Linked DNA regions of Zea mays: region 2 is linked to region 1. A link is a contact called in public Hi-C data. All regions are on one chromosome and are shown on one strand. The core of a region is the stretch at or near the end of the contact, and the rest is flanking DNA. Distances in the headings are between cores, read along the strand shown.

Region 1 (6,327 bases), core at 1,827-4,326:
CTGACATTGATACTTCTCCACCTTATTGTGACCATGTCCTACTTATTGAGCTAGAATCTTGAGCCTTATGACTTGAACCATAAATCCTAAGAAATACCTTGATGGTTCCAAGTCATGTCCTTATGTTGTGATCCTCGATGCATAGGACACTTGTCGGTGTTTTGAACGAGCTCCAAAAAATATTTGTTCTATGCGTGTTTCGGGGTTCGGATGGTGTGCTCAGTGGGCACGAGATTTTTATTGGTTTAGGCAGAACGTCCCTACATCCAGTCTTTGGCGGCTCACGCTATCGACACCTTTGTTGCTCAATGCTCGTAGTAGGTGTTACAAGTGAGCGAGAGAGGGAGGAGGCTCCCAAGTCTCTTGTTCATGGTATGGCCTAAGGACTACAAATCTTGTGCTCTCAACCAAACTAAGCCTTGGGCGTCGAGGCGGCGTGCTCCTTGGTTTTGGCCTCTGTAGTTCTCTGACGTGTGGTCGTTTGTCCGTCTATGTGTGTTGCGTGCGTATCTCCGCCTCTCGTGTGAGTGTTGGTTGTCTCTCTCGGCTGACCCTCCCCCTTCTATAGGCCAAGGTGGGGGTCATCTACTGGTAGCTTCTTAAAGAAGGAGCTACTACATCGTGGTAAAACGGAGCATTCTACCTCGGTAAAGTCAGGCTTGTCGGCATGTGCCTCGGCTGTCTAGGCTTCTCTGGTCGCACTGTTTAAGACTAGTGGTGTGGGTGGCGAAGAGCTCTGGCACCATTATTATCGCCTCTGCACCACGCCGACCCTTGGCCTCCATAGCCTAGGTCTCATGCTCTCAGCATGCTCATCATCTTGCGGATCCTATAGACAGCCAGTGCACCCAGGCCTAGGTTTGATAGGTCATGAGTGGCCGTAGGTCTAAGGACCCATAGTTCATGAGTGGGAAGAGGATCGACTCTCCCATGGTGGCTCAGTGCAAGGAGTAGCTAATGTGGTCGGTCACTTACGACGGTTTAGTCTTAGATAAGGCGCGGAATCCACACTAGTGGCTTCCCCTCAATTCTCTCGCCCCCTTTGGCTCTGCCTCGCTCGATCCTAGGCTCGGGGCCTCGGGACTATCTGGGGGTGGGTGCTACCGGGGTAGACCTTTCCCTTGTCCTTTTGCTGACTAGTGGGCCCCAGGGGCCTAGGGATCTTTTCTCCGACAGCTCTTCTCAGCTTTACCAACCTTGACTTCTTGCAAGCCATCTTCTTCACCCTTGTCTTTAGGTACCTCGGTCTTCTTGACCTTCTCCTGCGCACTCAGTTCCTCGAAGTTCTTGCCTTCGTCCCCAGTTCGATCGGTCGTCTCCAAGTTATGCACATTGAGTTCCACATAGTCATTGACCATCCTTCAACTTTACTTGTGATGTCCATAGACCATAGTCATCTCAACTTGTGTGGATCATCACATCTGTGTCCATGTGTTGAACTTCTTAGTCTTTTCACTTAGCACCTACTCAATACATAACACCCTGGTTATACCTTTAATTGTGGTGTCATCCAAAACACCAAAACCCACAAGGGAGCTTTCAACTATGCCAACCATATTGGCTTTGGTTGCCGCTTTGGCTAGCCCGTTGAAGCCATCCTAAGTAATCCATAATGGGTCACATAATGATAGTACAAATAAGCAACAGATAAAACACAAAATCTAGAATATATGTCAATTCAATGCGCATTTGTACAACAAACGTGATAAAAACATGATTTGGTACAAAATAAGTATATAATCAGACACAATTATTCACTTTGCCTTTGCTTGTCATATTATCTACTTATTCGTCTATTTTTTCGAACTGTAAGATAATGTTTGGATCAGGAATGGTAACACGGGCACGAACATAACTAGAATAGGATGGTAACGTTAATAAAGGATCGGAATACAGACTTTGTATGTTTCACTTTTGGTAACATTAATGGGCAAAGCTAGAAGCAATCTTTAGAGAGAATACATTGTCAATTCTCTGGTGTGCTAGAGATTCTAGATCACATCGATGGCTTCCCATGCATGGGCGGAGAGGCATTCAAAGGTTGTGATTGCAATCGGATTTGGGGTAGGAGAAAGGGTTGTGTGAGAGAGATTGGGATGAGCGAGCAAGTAGATAATTGTAACCTATAGGACATCGCCAGCATGGAATGGAGGCATAGAGCAACGAGCGAGCTAACCGCCGACACATTGGTGGAGTTGCTCCCGGTACTCCACCAACGAAGTTGGAGCCGTAGGGTCGAGGCCACAGGCGAAGGATGAGCCGTCGGGCGCAGGTTCGAGGGGAGACGAAGACAAATCAAGATCTGATTACACTCTGGAGAGAACGGTAATCATTAAACCATTCATGATTTATAGGGTAACACTATTCGTCACCCTAGTGGAATGATTACCCACTTGAAATAACTTAACAAACACGATTTTTGTTAAGCCATTTCAAGGTGCTATCACCTAGAGAGCATCACAGAAAATTAAGGTATTTAATATTCAAACGATCACGAATACATTTACTATCATTTTTATCTTTCTTTTTTTCTTTCTATCTTGTTGTTCATCACTTATTCCAAGGATATTTGGTGACGTTCTGGATGGATTTGTTGATTTTGAGACAACCTCTATATGCGCTCCTTCGGTGGATCTTTCTAAGACTTGTTTGGATTGGTTTTATCGGTTTGCTACGTTTCTCGATGTGTCTAAGATTGTGGTGACTATGAATGTGTGCTGTGTGTGATTCGGACCTCTTCCCATGTTAACAATGGGTTTTAACTTTTAACTAGAGTAGGCAGGCTGAAAAACGTGCACAAAATATATGTGCATGTGCGTGACATGGACTGGCTGGCTCCTCGACCGCGTGAAGTAGATGCCATCGATTAGCGGGGCAGTGGGCGTGGCTGCCTGCCCGTGATGTGTGTGTATCACACGGTGAGCATTCGAGCTGCTCCACATGGTCCGCATTCGAGCTGGCCGCATGGTGCGGCAACCGGCACTTCGCCACTGCTCCACATCGAGCTCAAGGCTGGGTATCGCTGTCGGCGCCCCCCACACGGCGTACGCTCTTTATAAGAGCCCCCGGCCGCGCGCCGCGGCAACCTCCACAACGCACAACAGCATATGCATAGCTAGCTCTAGTGCTGCATCCTCTCCGTCTCCAGCGTCATCGTCCCTTTCCTTCGTTCACCTCCAGCTAGCAGCCACACGCACCACCGTCCCGTCGCGTCTCCGGCCTAGCTCGCCAGCCACCTCCGCACGTCGTCCATCTCCCTTCATATATTCAGCAAGCAAAGACAGCTTCTGACGCGTCGTCGTCCCGGCTCGATCTGCATTGTGCGGCGGCGCGGTGAATAGTAGAATTAAACCGCCGGCGGAACAATAAGCAAACGACTAAGCAGCTACAGGCCAGGCCAACAGCACGCCCATCGAAGACGACTAGAACGTTCGTTCGTCGGAACAAGATATGGTGAGCAGCAAGGGCGTCGAGCCGGTGCAGCACGCCGCCGCCGCCGCCGCCGCCGCCGGGTCGTTGCCGCTGGCGGCGCTGAACCACATCTCCGTGGTGTGCCGGTGCCTCGAGAGCTCCCTCCGCTTCTACCGCGACGTCCTCGGCTTCGCCCCCATCCGCCGCCCGGGCTCCTTCGACTTCGACGGCGCATGGTACGGCATTCGACTGCACACAGCTATATCACTGACGATGCCTTTATTGTCAAGCTAGCTAACAATCATGTAATCATACTGCATGACCTGCATGTTCAACAACTCATTCTACTGCGCAGGCTGTTCAACTACGGCATAGGCATTCATCTCCTGCAAGCCGAGGATCCGGCGAGCATGCCCCCCAAGAAGACGGAGATCAACCCCAAGGACAACCACGTCTCCTTTCAGGTATGCAGGAGTGCTTGCCACACCACGTCTTCAAGCTAGATCCAGATCGTTTGCTGTCCTGCAATAGTGCCTACCCATCCACACCGACTAGTCGTGTATCTATATAAATACTAATCAGTTACCCTATATAAGCAAATTCAACTCCTTCTATCAACTTAAGTTTTTGAATTAAATTGATTAGTGCGTGTAACTTAATATGATATCAGAACTATAAATCTCGAGTTTAAATTCTAGTTACCACAATTAAATAAAATAATTGTTGCTCGCTGCTATATTCCACGTCAGAGACCTAAAAAAGACTCGACGTGAGAGGAAAGTGTTAGAATATAATATAAATGAATTATCCAACTCCTCCAATTAGTTTAAACTTTTAGCTTTAACTGATTAGTGTATGTAACTTAATATATATCATATGAGTAGACTTTTTTTAATAAAATACAAAAATATGTATATTGTGTTGCTTAGGTGGATGTGAATATGGAGCCACGCAGCTATCAACCAAGATCTGAAGCCCTTATTTTGTGCATAATTTTATCTTATTTTGTATAAAGTGAGAAGGGTGATAAATACACATCGACCGATTTAACCATAAAACTGATGTTTTATATAATAGAGAAATATTTAAAAGATTAGAACATTGGTAATAACGAATAATGTACCGGACAAAATTACAGTGACCTACCGAGAATTATTCCTTGCGATCGAACCTCTGATCTGAAGTATAGTAAGAGGAATTTGGGGAAAAAAATAGGTATACTCCTAAGTCGTTGACACTGGCGATTGGGGGAATCGGCCGATCGAATTAGTTAATTAGCTTTTAATCTGCATGTTCGTGCCTCCATTTTTCTGTGCTCAGCGAGATCCACGGCTGCTCCTCATCTGCAATAGAATATAGTTATATAAAATTACTAGAGAAAATTCCTTTAATCCCATCCAAACTTATACTAATCTCTTCAATATCATAAAAATTTATAGCTTTGCTTCAATGTCATTAAATTTAAATTTTAATCCTTTGAATGCTATCGTCTTTAGTTCGAAGCTAACACCATTAGTTCCATTTGAAGAAAATTCCTCCAATGCCACCAATATCAATATTGATCCCTTCAATGTCACTAGAAATTGATTCGATCTATTTGGGTTTTAAAAATTACAGAATAAAAAATATAGATCAAAGTTCAGTCCATACTTTTTGAAACTCAAAAATTACTCTGATATATTAGTTCGATCTATTTGCTTCCTAATAAATTAAAAAAATATGAAATTGATTAGATCGAATCAGTGTAAATGAATAACCACAGTTTTATGAGTTCTAATATGGACTAAAATTTTTAAAAATTATTTAAAATCTCTACTCATATCAATTAGGAAGAATATAAAGAGTCTCTTGGAGTTGTTCTCCTACAATGCATAAATTTGCATATGCATTATCTATCGAGAAACAAAATTTTGTATATCACACGTATATGTTGTTAGAGCGAGATATGTGGAGTAATTTCGGGGTTTCAAAAAGTATGGGCTGAACTTTGAAAATCAAACCAATTTCTAGTGCCATTGAAAGGATTGGTATATATTTTGATGGCATCGGAGGGATTTATTTTAAATGAAACTAACGGCGTTAGCTTTGAACTAATGGTGATTACATTTAAAGGATTAAAATTTAAATTTGATGGTATTAAAGGGAAGCTATAAATTATGATAGCATTGAAGGGATTGGTATAAGATTGAATGGCATTGAAGGGATTTTCTCTAATTATTAACCCATTCCTCAAACTGGCGGACGTCGCATTAACACTTTTCTGCATTGTCGTTTCTGAAATATAGACGTATTAGAAACTAGGATATGAAACAATTCAGTTACTAAGACTGATCTAGCTAACACATCTTATTTAGCTACCAAGTTATCAAGTGTTCATGCATGCCAAGATGCATGGTGACTGGTGGTGAGTTGGTGACTGATCCACGAAGCATGGAACTATCTTATCTTAAGTTGGCTCCATCTGATAGATCTGCATCTCAATTAATTTAAGAAATGGACGCTGGTGGTTGGCATTCATGATCGGTACGCAATGACGGTTAACATAATAGAAATAGGACTACTAGTAGCTAGATCGAATTGATGAAGAATTCCTAATGCTCTGTGGGTAGGATCATTGCATGTGCATCAGGCAGTGGCAGAAAACTAGTATCGGCTAAAGTCCTGGATCAATTTGGGATAAAAGCACGTGATTTTGATTTTAGAAAAATGGCAATAGGTTATTGATTTTGTGTTGCACATAGAGTTTGTCTTCACTCAGACAGCGTGCATATGCTCATCTGGCAAGGACCAAAAGAAGTACGTATGACGTATCTGCATGCATGCACAACTAGCCATGCGTGCATATATATACTGTTGCACTTTAAATAACGACAAATAAAGTTAAAAGCATGCAGTACGTAAACGTGCTTCTTACCA
Region 2 (6,706 bases), core at 2,305-4,804, 380 kb before region 1:
ATCTCCCGGGCATGAAACCAAACTGATTTTGGGTCACGCTCGTCAGCTTTCGCAGGCGGTGTTCAATGACTCTCTCCCATAGCTTCATTGTATGGCTCATGAGTTTAATTCCACGGTAATTAGTACAACTTTGAACATCTCCTTTGTTCTTGAAGATTGGTACTAATGTACTCCGCCGCCACTCGTCGGGCATTCTGTTTGTCCGAAAGATGGTGTTGAAAAGCTTAGTCAGCCATACTATCGCTATGTCTCCAAGGCATCTCCATACCTCGATAGGGATACCATCAGGGCCCATCGCCTTTCCTACCTTCATCCTTTTTAGCGCCTCCTTAACTTCATATTCTTGTATCCTTCGCACAAAACCCCTGTTGTTGTCATCGAATGGTTCGTCCAATTCTATTGTAGAACTCTCATTCCCTCCATTGAACAATTTGTTGAAGTACTCCTTCCATCTATTCTTGATCTCTTCATTCTTCACTAATAGTTGGTTTGCTTCATTCTTGATGCATTTGACTTGGTTGACATCCCTTGTCTTCCTTTCACGAATCTTGGCCATCCTATAGATATCCTTTTCTCCCTGCTTTGTGTCCAACCGTTGATAAAGGTTGTCAAAGGCTTGACCCCGGGCTCTACTAACCGCTCGCTTTGCAGACTTCTTCGCTATCCTATACTTCTCTATGTTTTCTGCACACTTGTCATGATGTAAGCGTTTGTAGCAATCTTTCTTCTCCTTGATAGCCTTTTGGACATCTTCGTTCCACCACCAAGTGTCTTTAACTTCCCTTCTGTTTCCTTGACTCAGCCCAAACTCTTCTGAAGCTATCTTTCGGATGCACATCGCCATCTTCCTCCACATGATATTTGAGTCTCCCTCTTCTGCCCAAGGGCCCTCCTCGATAACTCTCTCCTTGAAAGTTTGGGCCACATCCCCTTTAAGCTTCCACCACTTTGTTCTAGTGACCTTGTTATGCTTATTCCGTTGTAAACGAATCTTAAAACGGAAGTCAGCTACGACAAGCTTATGTTGGGTTACCACACACTCTCCAGGTATAACCTTGCAATCTAAGCAGGCATGCCTGTCCTCTTTTCTCAAGAGGACGAAATCAATCTGGCTAGTGTGTTGGCCACTACTGAAGGTCACCAGGTGGGATGTCCTCTTCCTAAAGAAAGTGTTTGCTATAAACATGTCATAGGCTAGGGCAAAGTTCAGGATTTCCTCTCCTTCTTGATTCCTAGTCCCAAAGTCGAAGCCTCCATGCACACCCTCGAAACTGGTGCTAGATGTACCCACATGGCCATTGAGATCTCCTCCTATGAAGAGCTTCTCGCCAACTGGCACACTACTAACCATGTCCTCCAGGCCTTCCCAGAACTCCCTCTTTGAGTTCTCATTAAGGCCTACTTGAGGAGCATACGCGCTGATAACATTGAGAACCAAGTCCCCAATGACCAGCTTGACTAGGATGAATAAGCCTAAAGACAGAATTTCAAACTTATTGATCTTTGGTTGTGGTGCTTTGTTTTGGGCTATTTGGAGAACCAGAAATGATTGTTTTTTTGGTGAAAAGATTATTCTTGACCCGGCTAACATAATATTTCTCTGTTGCTTTTGGTTGGATTCTTGGGTTATTCGACAGAAAGAGAAGGAAAAAAAAGATGGTGGTACAAGGAAGTCAACTTATCAGAAGGATAGCAAGTGAGGCGATGAGCAGGGCCTTTGGATGGTGTCCGAGGGACCGTCGCATTACTGTTTGAAGACTCCTTTTGGCACTTCATGCTCCTTCTGGTGGTCATCGTAGCTCAAGTTCTTTTGGATGTTATGTTGGTGGGTTAGTTGCATCTAGGTTGGTTTTAGCTGGGTTACTGCCTTTGGCCTGTGGCCTTTGTAAATAAGCTTGGCTTAAAAACTGTGGAGCTTTCTGGTTGGGTGCTAGTGGAGTCTGATCTTTGCATATCCTTGTTAGATTGTAGAGGTTAGTTCCACTAGTTACTACTTTTGGTGATGGGTTGCTCTCCATCATGGTGGTCTGTAATGACTCTTTACCTATTTCCTAATGAAATAGGGGGCTATGCCCCTTCGTCAAAAAAAAACAATGCATTGCATAGCACTTGACTCAAACTTGGTAAGTTTTTCCTCGGACAATAAATCTGGCAATTTGCTAGACCAAATTCTAAGCTGTGCTCTGCGTGTCACAAGGCAAATGCCGCCTAGGAACACTAAGGGAAAGTTTGCTAGGGCTCCAGGTCCTAAAATGGCATCAGATTTAGCTCCTCTCCTGGAGTAGCTTCTTGTCACAGCCCCTGGACGGAGGACGCTCGCCTTCCTCGTCGTGAGCAGATTGACAGAAGAACTCCGGTGAGTTCTTGCGAGCGTCAGTTCCCAGGTGAGTTGGAACAGGTAAGAAATGTGTGGATCTGGTATTTCTGATTATTTGATGATTGTCTCAGTACAAAAGGTAGTATTTATACTAGTACAAATGACTAAAGGCCCAATAACGAGGCCCATAATCCTTCACCTAATCCCCCCCCCCCTTCACCAGTAATTTCTCAGGAACCCTAGCCACAATCACACGGTACTTACACTTCTCTGGTAGAGCCAGAACACTTTGTAGAAAGATATTTGACAAAAGGGTTTCGTAGAGCATTTTTTAGAGGAGCTGGTGCAAGTTAATATTTTGGGCTCCGGCTCCTTGGTGGTTTCAGTGAGAAACCGGTTTTCTTTTTACCCCGTTTGGTATGATTTCTTCAGAAGCCAAAGCCAGAGCCTTTTGTAAGCCCTAGCAAAGGGACCCTAACTGACATAAAAGCTAAGGTTTTAGCAATAATAACCAACACAGATCCAGCATTGAGAAACATACAGAAAAGAAGACACGCCGCGCCGACGCATTCTGCGTCTTGTACATCATATTTATCGGCGTACTTAATAACATAGACCAAATTCGCGGATAGAGGCATCAATGTCAAGCGACAATGCCTAAATTAACTTCACCAGTAATAAATATAGTGCAAAAATAAGTTAGAAAGAAGGACGAAGGAGGGACGCACCCATTCCAAGAGCGGATAGCTCTACATCTTCGTGCTGTTGCATATACCTCTGCACGGACCGAAGCAACCAAATCAGCCAGAATCCGGAAGCGGCGGGTGGGCAGGAGTATCACGGAAAGATGCGGCGCGTAGGGAGAGAGGGGCAGCCGTACCTTGGCGAGGTTGACGTAGAAGAAGAGGGGTTTCTTGGTGTTGGACACCTGGATGCGGTTGCTGCTGCCGCCGCCGCCCCTCCTCTGCCCCTCTCCGCCTGAAGCCGCCGCGTCTCCGGTAACGGTGAGGTTCTTCACCCCCTCGGCGATCTCCTCCACCACCATGATCGGTAGCGATCTAGCACGCCGGGCCGCAGCCGGATCGACGGGGTTGGTCGACTGCTCACGTCTCCGCTTCCGGTGGCTCACCTCCTCCCTCCCTCTCGCGTCTTCTCGGCGTTGCGGCGGGTGCGGGTAAAACGAGGGAGGAGAGCCCGGTCGGACGGCCCCGCGCGCGAGTGATGATGCGTGGGCTTGACGGAACCGGCGATGGGATGTCTCGGCCCAACCTCCTTAGCCGACGATTCAAGCAGCCCAAATGGAAGCGGGCCCACTCAGGGCTGATTTGGCAGCCGCTTTTCCCGCCCGGAACCCGGTGTTTTCCCTGTGTCGCTAATCCATACGCTAAATTTTCACCGACCATCACTCCATCCTGTTTGGAAACCGGCCTCGAAGGTATACTGGCCCATTCTGAGCGCAACTTACGCGTGGAAACTCGTCCGACCTTTAGACGTCGGGCGGCTATCCCCGAATCGTCTCTTCCTCTCGCCTCCTCTATCACGGCCGTAGAGATGGCAATGGATACCTGAAGCCCGACTACCCGACAGGTTTTACTCGATATAAAGGCGGGTATAAGATGATTTCTCTATCCGTAGGTATGTTAATGGGCAAGATCCTCCACCCGTTGGATAAACGGGTACGGGTACGAGTTGGTACTACCCATACCTATCTACTCATGGATAGAATATACCTGCAACAATACCACTATAATCATCTAATATAGTCCATCTTAGCTAAAATAAAAATCTTCTCTAGCTATCATTTGTCTAGCTACCAAGTTATGTAATCATATGATTTGTTATATGTAAAGTTTGACTTGTTTTTTATGTTTATTTAATGTTTTGAGTGATTGATATATTAGAATTTAAGACTTTCCTAGCGGGTACGGGTTATCCGACGGGTAAAATTACCCGCACGGGTACGGGTATGGGTAGGATTTTATACCCACGAGCATATATGGGTAACCTGACGGGTAGAAATTTTTTTGATAGGTATAGGTATGGAACGACACTACCCGACGGGTATGTACCCGTTGCCATCCCTACACGGACACGCCGCCACCACTTCGCCAGTCGCCGCACACCCCTCCCCCAGTGATTTTGTCGGGTAAATCTAGCTCCTCTTCCGCACCTTCTTCTTGCTAGGATTTCTTTTTTCTATTCTTGCTGCTTCTTGGACAGTGACGAACGCAGGCTAGAAGCATGGTAGGATCTGACGCGACCGCTTTTATTCTCTCTCGTGGGTGTGAACAGCTCTCTCTGTCCTTTGTCCATATCCACTAGGTGCAGATCTAGATCAGTTCATTATACCCTGTGTAGATCTAGAATGCTTGAATGTTGGGGGCGTGGGGATGAGTCTCCTTTCCTTTTGCCAGTCTTTGCAACCTTGATTGGCTGCCATCATGTCATCCTCACCTCCGATGCAGCAGTTGATGTCGACTTAGGAACTGCACAGAGTTTATTCGACAATATGCTCATGAGGTATATCTTACACATCCCGGACCAAATTTGTCAATGCTAAAAAGTCTGATGACCCCTCTGTGTCCATCTATGCCGTCCAGATCGCTCTCTCTGTGTACCAAAAGGAACAGTTGCTTCACAAAGTTGTCATCGTTCTAATGATAACACCTCACGAATTAGCTTTTGTGTTTCTGCTCTTGTGTTTGATTTATTTAAGCTAATTCTTTGTCACACCCGGTTTTAAGGGACAAAGTCGGGTGCATCTCATACATGCGCCAAAGAAGACAACATATATAATAACAGAGTGTATAGAGATAAATGTCACAATATAATCAGAGTACTTATTACATAGCGGAAGACTTACAAAATAAATGATAGATATGGATCACTAAAATCCATCCTTGGCGCCAGAGAGTCAACTGGGAGACGACGACCTAGATCTCTCACGAACACAGTGCAACATCCACCATGCGCCTCATCTAGTGGTACCTGTTCTTGACCTGTGGGGGTGTGAGACAGCAAGGGTGAGCTCACATATGTTCATCGCTCAACAAGTTGTGGGGAATAATGTGACATGAACTCACCAAAGGTGGGAGTTCATGAAGTGTAAGGCTGATCAACAATAGAGGTTAAAGCTGAGCATTGCTTTTATAAGTTGGTCAAAATTTTATTAGCAGTTACTAAGTGTAAGTGAATATCAAACCATAATAAAATAATAGAACAAAATTAATAACAAATCTCATGCAATGCAAATGATAAATTGAATTTAAGTTCTATAGATTAATCATCAGAGAGTCCTGAGCTGCTCATGACCGTGAGCTCGGCTAGTATACCAGTTTTACACTCTGCAGAGGTTGTACCCTTTACCCACAAGTCGTGTTTCCCATGTCACCAGGGTTAGCTAGACCCTTAGACACTAACGAGGTGAATGGCTAGGGATCCACTACGAGGCCTTTACAAAGTTCCACTAGCTTTCGAAAACCTGCTACAGTTTATGGGAAGAGCACTTGCAAGAATCCCTCGTCTGACCGCCATCGCAGCAAAATCAACCCGAGAACCTCCTTACATGCAACTCCCCTACTGCCCTTGCATTTTTGAGACTAACTTCATTTTCAAGTCTATTATGTGTGTAGTCTCAAATTAGAAAGGAATCCTCAAGCAAAGACAATCGCTTCCACTGCAAATTTTGATGAGTATCAAAGATTCTTTGCTCCAATAAATGTAACTTCTATACATTTCATAAGAGAATGAGTTTCTCTTGTATATGCTACTCCAACGTCATCTAAAATTGGTAAATATGTATCACATCTTTTTGGATTACAAATATCTGAAGTAGCATAGCTTATAGATTCTCCTGTCTAGAACTTAATTGATTAAATAGTGCACATGTTCCTTATGTTGCATGATTATGTTCAGTTGATACTCCTTTTATGCTAATGGTACTTTAAATTTCAAATAAGTACTCTCAACATATATCAATTGAATTCATATATATATGTGTGCACTAAAACTTGAGGAGAACTTAGTGTAATATGCTATTAGTGATCTATTTATCTATCAAATTGTATCAATTGGTGTTTTTCAATTGATATTTTTCATACATGATCACTAGTTGCATAATCCATACTTGTGCAATTTTCATGTTGCCTCTTGTTGTGATAAGAAAATGCTAGGTGACATCTAGACTCCAGGTATCAAGATTTATCTTTCAGTTAGTATGACAATCTTCATTTGCTATCTTGGACCTATGTCACAATTATGCCAACAAGAGCTTGCAAATGAATTCTAAATCCAACACAAGTCTGGAAACCCCTTGAAAAGGTAAAACACAAAGGTACATCACTTATGACACTTATCCATTACCTTTGTGCCATCTAAGGATCCCTTTCA

What was found. A called contact is a pair of places that touch in the nucleus more often than the background predicts.
Region 2: a contact with region 1 is called in a Hi-C map of tassel, with 2.9 times the contacts expected there. The contact joins the promoter of LOC100284257 here to the promoter of LOC103649687 in region 1. A contact is called at or near these places in 3 of 25 Hi-C or Micro-C datasets (bundle sheath, ear and tassel).

What each region holds. Positions count from the first base shown.
Region 1 is chr3:11,626,309-11,632,635 of Zm-B73-REFERENCE-NAM-5.0, reverse strand. LOC103649687 reads left to right here and starts at 3,076. Exons shown (of 3, transcript XM_008675419.3): 1 at 3,076-3,647; 2 at 3,767-3,875. The coding sequence starts at 3,451.
Region 2 is chr3:12,006,800-12,013,505 of Zm-B73-REFERENCE-NAM-5.0, reverse strand. It overlaps LOC100284257, which reads right to left and starts at 3,554. Exons shown (of 5, transcript NM_001147847.1): 1 at 3,198-3,554; 2 at 3,046-3,094. The coding sequence starts at 3,362.